2 separate regions of the Macaca mulatta genome follow, and region 1 is linked to region 2. A link is a contact called in public Hi-C data. All regions are on one chromosome and are shown on one strand. Each heading gives the region's core, a stretch centred on a gene start, on an enhancer-like site or on the middle of the called end of the contact. The rest is flanking DNA. Distances are from core to core; before and after follow the strand shown.

The links. A called contact is a pair of places that touch in the nucleus more often than the background predicts.
Region 1: a Hi-C map of fetal cortex germinal zone shows a contact between it and region 2, with 3 times the contacts expected there. The contact joins the promoter of ATF7IP here to the enhancer-like site in region 2. A contact is called at or near these places in 6 of 14 Hi-C or Micro-C datasets (CD4 T cells, blood, cortical neurons and 3 more).

The regions. Positions count from the first base shown.
Region 1 is chr11:16,812,690-16,816,461 of T2T-MMU8v2.0, reverse strand. ATF7IP (activating transcription factor 7 interacting protein) reads right to left here and starts at 2,441. Exons shown (of 15, transcript XM_015151191.3): 1 at 2,290-2,441.
Region 2 is chr11:16,702,106-16,705,998 of T2T-MMU8v2.0, reverse strand. No RefSeq gene overlaps it. Among named protein-coding and RNA genes, the nearest start is that of ATF7IP, 110 kb to the left of the region's middle. Within about 2 kb of position 1,823, at least 34 of the 40 cell types and tissues checked have an H3K27ac peak or open chromatin away from gene starts, as enhancers often do. A contact at or near this core is called in CD4 T cells, blood, fetal cortex germinal zone and 2 more, where this site is marked.

The sequences.
Region 1 (3,772 bases), core at 1,192-3,691, 110 kb before region 2:
CTATAATGAGTAAGTTTAAAAATATTTAAATACATTTATCACATATGCAAATCCTAATTTAAAGCAAAAATAGTTCTAATTATTTAATAATTCAAATCTGTCTTTTCTAAACTACATACAAAATCTTAAATTTACAAAACCACAAAGATTTCAAATAACTTCAGTAACTTGGTATTCATTCCTGGAGTAACCTAGTCTTAATAGTTACATATGTTGGATATGTGTCAAAATTTTGTGGCATCATAACCACCAAACTAAAATTTTAAAATACACTTGTTATCAACAAAGTACTAATAAACTAATAGTTGGTGTTCAGGCAATTAATCTTATTAAGTTTATATGGTTATATCTGCCTTGTAAGAAACATGACATCAAAATTGTCCCATCAAGAAATGTTCTTCATATTCGAGTATTTTCAAATACCTCTTACTACCTTCAATATTAACCTAAGAAGCAATCATCTGTATATTCAAATGAAAACATACGCTTAAATATATACACCAAAGTATTTCATTTTTCTGGAAATGTAAGGTGTACCATGCCCTAAGATCAAAGTTCTTTTGTTAACCTAAACATTTATGTGTATTTTCTACTCTAAAATGCCTGAAATAGCATGTGGTAGAAAAGGGCTGCTAGGTAACCACCCCAGAAACATAAAAGGGAGAAAATTACACAACTGTCCTCTAAATATACTTTGTGTGTAGAAGACCTTAGAGATTCAGGAACTACATCAGGTCAAATATTCTGTTGAGAAAAAAAGAAGAATCTTTCCTAACTCCATTCTATCTCATATGTGACGTCATTTAAAAATCCACCAACCAAAAGTATTACTTTCAATTACATCTAGTTAATATTTACTAATGGCATTTGTTTTAGGCAATAAAAATTTCCCTAAATTAACAGAGATTATAAAGCAAAAGGCACGTCTTCATTTGACAGTAGACTGATTCAAACTTAGAGTTATAACCAACCAAGAAACCAGTTGTTGTATATATGAGCCACAGATGAAATCTACGGAAAACATTTGCATTTTTTTTTGCCTAGTAAGAAAGAATTTGCACAACGGGAGAATCATAACAAATCTTATATAACTTCCCCCAGATGTGTTACATAAGATTTAACTACAGTTGACACTACCATTTTAAACTAATCAGTAGCATATTTATAATTACTTTCCCTAAAAAAACTATTAATAAAACCAGGAACACACTTACAATTAAAAAATCAAACACAGCTGCATCTAACACACATGTATACAGCAGTGTTTAAAAGAACAGATTTTTTTTTATTAATGGTCCACTTTCCTCAAAGAGGCCTCAGGGTAATGGATGTTCTTTCTAGAATTCTTCATCAGAAAAATTTACCAAATAAATGTTATAGCTTACATATCATAGCAAACAAAAATGCTAAGAAAATGAGTTAATTTAAAAAGCAACAATTATCTAGCTGAAGCAGTAATGAACAAGTCACCTAAAGAACTTAAAACATGTAAAATCCAAATGCCCAGAAACATACAAACTGATCAAAATTAAAACTTCATTTACTTAGGATCAAATATTTAAAACCAAAATAATCCTCAGATTGGGATTTCATTTTCGATCACACTGTAATTTCTTCCACTATTCCCTTTCCCCCAATATTCCCAAAACTAAAGTTCTTTCTGTTTTGTAAACATTCCACACATTCATAACACAACAGGTAAAAATAGGGTTAAAAATGTATTTGCAAATATGCAGTCCAAATAAATGCACTTCCCGTGAGAACACCACTAGGTGCTGATCTTTACCACCCTAAATATAAACCTCAATCCAGCAATACTTTAAAACTGAAATTATAATCAAGAACCAAAAAAGACAATCAGTTTCACAGAAAATTAAGTCCACAGCTTCTCAAAAAATCGAAAAAACAGAGAAGAGCTTGAGGTCGGCCCAGGAGTACAACATTAGAGAAATGTTTTTCTTGAAAAATGTGAGATTTTAAGGGTAACACAAAGAAACCCCTCAAGAACGAGGAAAATTAAATCTAGAACCCAAATGGCGTCCAACAAGAACATTAGATCTCGAAAATGAATATTGCGCTTGCGCAGCCACCGCCCCGCCAGCTGCACAACTGCAGCTAGAGCCCGACCCCGCAAGATCACGTGCTCCCATGCAGCGCCGCCCGCAGCTCCGCAACCGCGCAGGCGCAAACACAACTCCCGCAGCCGCCATAATGCGGTCTTGACTCCTCAGAAATACAATAGTAATTTAAGAAACTGTGGTTTTAACAGCCCCTGGGATTCACATATACCTTTTGGGGCGGAAGCTGAGGGAGGGGGAACCAAGTTCCTTCCTACAGAGCCGTCCCGCGCAGCCGTCCCCGACGTTGCCGCCTCAGCTTTTCGCGCGCTTCAGTCTCCGCGCCGCCGCTGCCACCGCCGCCGCCTCCGCAGATTCAAAAACAAACCCGCTTCTCCCTTGCACGCGCCGGGGCCGTTATGCAAATTATTGTGGGCGGGGCTCCGGGCTCGTGATATGTACCCCGCCCACTGTGCTATCAGCCAATAAGCTCAAGGACTAGCCATTCCCCATGCAAATTCTGGTTTTTTATTTGAATGAGGGAAATTGGCCCCGCCTCCTGCGTGGAAAAGAGAAGGAAGCCCGAGGTGGTGGCGCTGCGTCTCTCGGTTGCAGTGTGAGGTGTGTTTTTTGAGTGGAGCTTCTTCAATCAATAAGTAGCACTTTGTGAGCGCCCTCTATGAGGCTTAGAAAAGAAAGAAGGAAGGAGGTAGGTGAGAGTTAAAGAGCAGAGGGAAAAATTTTCAAAAAAGCCAGGAGTATGTTGATTTATTCATCATTTATGTTTTAAATTCACAGAATGTACTTTGAATTGTATTAATAATGATGGAATGAAAAAAAAAACTTTTTTTTCAGTTGCTCGGTAACAGAGCAAGCACTTTTTATCATACTTTCTCACTAGAAGTTGTATTCATCCCATTCATTCAATTTCATGCTGGGAGTCGGCCTTTAATGAATTCCACAGGAAGTAGTGGACAAGTCGCTACCTTACTGGTTAAGAGATCTGGGTTCAAGTTCGACTACTGCAGCTTCCTTGCCAGTTCCTTGGAATAAGTGTGTTACTCAGTTTTCTCACCTGTATAATGGCAATGATGACTATAGTTGAACTAGTTTGGAAGCACTAAATGATAGAATAAATGTACATATGTTTTGGCCAGGTGCGGTGGCTCACGCCTGTAATTCCCAGCACTTTGGCAGGCCGAGGCGGGTGGATCACCTGAGGTCAGGAGGTCAAGACCAGCCTGGCCGACATAGTGAAACCCCGTCTCTACTAAAATTACAAAAATTAGCAGGGCATGGTGGCACGTGCTTGTAATCCCAGCTACTCGGGAGGCTGAGGCAGGAGAATTGCTTGAACTGTGAGGCTGAGATTGCAGTGAGCCCAGAGCTCACCACTGCACTCCAGCCTGGGCTACAGAGCCAGACTCCTTAAAAAAAAAAAAAAAGAATAAATGTGCATATGTTTTGCAAGCAAGAAGAGCCTGAAAATAATATTAGATGGTACCATGTGGGTTTTTTAAATGTAACTTCTCATTATATTAATGTATTAGTTCAGTATTTATTTAGCAATCACGGTGTTGTAGACCTGTTAGGTGCCTATCCTCAAGAAATCTGTACTCTAGTGGAGAAGACAGAAAAGTGAACAGGAAATTTTTGTAACTAATAAGAAATTAGAATAGGGTTGTTAATACTTATTTTTATAACTGGAACCGTTC
Region 2 (3,893 bases), core at 574-3,073:
GTAACGTGGTAAAGTACCAAATCATTCCAAACTTCATTTTCCTCATCTCTGAAATGGGGACATTAATTCCTAACTCGGAAATGTACGGTGTGTGTGTTATAATTTAAGATATGAAACACTCGGTACTGCCTGGTTTATAGTGAGCTCTCAGTATTATGGTTATTACTGTTTTTTTTTTAAATTTATTTTTGTTTTAATTTTTTTGAGATGGAGTCTCACTCTGTCGCCCAGGCTGGAGTGCTGTGGTGCAATCTCGGCTCACTGCAACCTCTGCCTCCCTGGTTCAAGCAATTCCCCTGCCTCAACCTCCCGAGTAGCTGGCATTACAGGCGAACACCATCACGCCCAGCTAGTTTTTGTATTTTTTTTAGTAGAGACGGGGTTTCACCATGTTGGCCAGACTGGTCTCAAACTCTTGACCTCAGGCAATCCGCCCGCCTTGAACTCCCAAAATTCTGGGATTACAGGCGTGAGCCACGGCACCCGGCGGTTATTACTGTTATCCTATCCAGCCTACTGCATCTTCATGTGGGGCAATTCATTGTCCCCTACCAAAAAAGAAACAAATCCTAAAAGAAAGACCTAGCAGAATCCCCAGCAGTCCAGGTTTAATAGTGAGTGAAATAGATGTAGAAGAGCTTCATGAGTTACTTACTTGTGTAATAAACATTAAATAGAAAATGTCAGCAACATGTTTCGTGTGTTTGATTTTCGCACATTAATAATGCAGAGTGGATTGTGTTCCAATTTTCCATCTATGTATCTATGGTAAAGGAATAAAATAGCATTTTCACATCTTTCAGCTGACCTTCTTCCTTTTCCCTTCCCCAGTCTCTTAGGAGTATTTCTGAAACCTACAGCCCTGCTTGTAATTGAGCCTGTGCATGGGAGAGCTGTAAGCTCCGTGCCCTGCCCCCCAGCTCGCACCAGGGCTGACTTCCAGTCAGAGAAGCCCTGGGTCTGGAGGCACTTAATTAGTGCCTCTGGAAGATTCTAAACATCTTTGGACACTTAGGGGAGAGGGAATTTACACACACACATTGTCCCACCAGGCCGACCTGGACTTTGTGTAGAACTCCTAGGAATTTTTGGTGGGGAAGGGCTGTACTGGTTCGGGAAGGTTCTGAGCCAAGCTTGGCCGCAGGCAGTGCACACCCTCCACAGCTGCAGGCCACAGTTCAGTCTACTAGACAGTGTTAGAGGAGCCATTTCAGGGTGGGACTGATCAGATCTTGGGAGCTTCTGGCACTTGGGGGAAGGGAGCGGAGGACAGGATTATCATTCCATTGTTACCTAATACTGCTGTGTCTCTCAGTTGAGAAAGGCATGTACGGCTTGTATGTATTTCTGGACGCAGGTGAAAAGAGAATGTTGACAGTATTGGGTATGGCTACTGCCATTTCATGCATAGGGCTGAAGGAGGTCTGATAATTACTTGTACAAGTGCCACTTGTATGTGGGGCGCTCCCACAAAGCCTATGTTCAGTGTATTTTGAGGTTGTGCAATAATGCAGCAAAGCTGTTGGAAAGGTGGTGTGAACTGCAGGGTGTGAAGTGCTGTTCCCTCTCCTTCAGACCCTCTCGCACATTTCCCCCCCTCCCCCCCACCAGGCACACACATTAAACTACGGGAGACACATAATCTTCCCCTCCCCCAACATTGCAGCCAGCTTTCTCTGAAAACTGATACCCTGAGGCCCTTTTTCCCTTACCAGCCGCAATTAGGAGCAGCAAGACAGAAAATGCGGACTGGATTATGGCACAGAGACAGTGCTGTGTGATTTCTCTTTCTGGAAGAGGCCACTGTCCATGCTCCAGGCCTTATATTTTATCTCACTTTGCCACTACAGGAAGCAGCTTTAGGCTCCAGCGAGTCCAGGCCAAATCCAGGTCTTTCTGTGAAGTCCATGCTGGATTTTCTGTTTCACCCTAGTGAAGTCTCTGCCGAGGCTGTTGTTCTCAATCCAGCTCAGAAACTGGCTCAAACCGCCCTGAACTGGATTTGGTGGCTGTTGAGACACAGTTTCTGCCTCTTTGTTAGGGCGGATCCGGCCTCATTCGCGCTTCAGTTTCCCTCCCTCCTGTTTTCCCAGAGTCATCTACAGCCATTCCCCTCCCCCGGCCTCTCCAGTTTGGCATTTCTTTTTTTTTACCCTTCCCTGGGCCAAGACCCCATAAAGCAGATTAAATTCTTTAATAAAAAAGTGGATTTAGATTGTAAACCTTCTGCTTTTATTACATTAAGTTCTGCTTTCCTCAAAGTTGTTATCTAACCAGTTGACATGGTGCCCTTAAAATCTTGGCTCGCATCCCAACCTAGAAATAACTTTAATTTTCACTCTGGATGGGAATAACTTTAAATTTCCCATCAAAGACTGAAGGGCTTTGGTGTAGTACATTGTTCATTTCCGTTTTGTAACCATATTTAAATTAAAACAATTTATTCATTCCTTTGCTGAGAAGTGACAAACATAGTATGTATAGAATTTTTAAAAGTCACCTATACTGGCTTGTCTATTGCAACTGTGCAATTCCTAGAGGAAGAACTAAAGGATTGGGATGTTTTTGGTTTTCGAACCTGTAATTGTAACCCTGAATCCGAGTCCATGAATTGTACAGTGACGAAGGCTGTTGGGGGAACGCATGGGGACAATTCCTGACAGAATGCCGGTGGACACAAAACTGGGAATGTGACGAAATAAGGAGGATACAACAGGCCTGGGCTTTTGCAAGTTCTCTTTATAGAAAATTTAAGCATTTCTTACGTTTTGGAACTAGATAGAGGTGACGGTTCCGTAACACTGTGAATGAGGTAAATGCCACTTAATTGCACCCTTTAAAAGGGCTAGTTTTATGTTATGCGGATTTTGCTTCAATAAAAAAAGGGGCTTTGTTTCAAGAATGTCTCATTTTCTTTTTGTGTTTTTTGAAAATTCAGAGAAGAGACAGATAATAAGCAACCCTAATCTGGGTGTGGCTTCGTTGGGAGCTTCACGACTCTCTGGTCTCCCTCTGCTGGCCAAACTGCGCAACATGTCACCATGTCCCAAGGCCTCTTGAGAATGTCTCAATTTTATGTCGAAGCACAAATGCAAGGCTACGTTACTAAGAATCACTCTCCAAACCTGGTTTCATGTTCATTTTATGTGTGCAATGTACTGAAAAAGGAATCACATGTTTTGCTTCGATGATGTTACATAGGATTAATTATATATTAACGATTTAAAATTTGCCCCAAAGTCTCAAAACAGAAACAAAACCGTTGTCATTTCCCCTGAGCTTAAAACTAGAGTGAAATTGCTCATTTAAGTGTTTAGTTTCAGTAGAGCATAAAGCCCTGGAAAAAAACCAATTACAACAGTAGATCTGGAAAAGCTAATTTTATACGCAGGAGGGGAGGAGTTGGCTTTGTCTAGTGAGTCAGTACGCTCAGAAGGATGTGGGTGCAGGTTTGGGCTAAGATAATCTTCAAAATGTATGTTAAAAAGATGTGAATTCATCAGTTGAATTTGTTTTTGTGAGCTTTAAGAGTCATAAATGATTGTGGGAAGGCATGCAGTATATGCTACATGGGATTTTCCAAAATGTTTGGTATCAAAGGGGATTCAAGAGGGGTAGAGGTCAAGCCATCCAAACTGGCCCTCTGATTCTTAGAGTTGCTTTTAGTTTAGGATCTTAGCATTTTTCACTCCACGTGCTTGAAATCTCCCCACCCCTGCCCCGCCGATATTCCTTCCTCCTTTCACTGTCCCCTGAGTTCCTCCTACCCTCTGGTCAAGATTTGCCTTCCTCAGAGGCCTTCCTGAACGCTTGGTCCAAAGTAAATTCTTGTATCTTCTTATCGTCTTACATGGCAACCTCTTTTTTTCTGTTGTAGTACCACTGTAACTTAC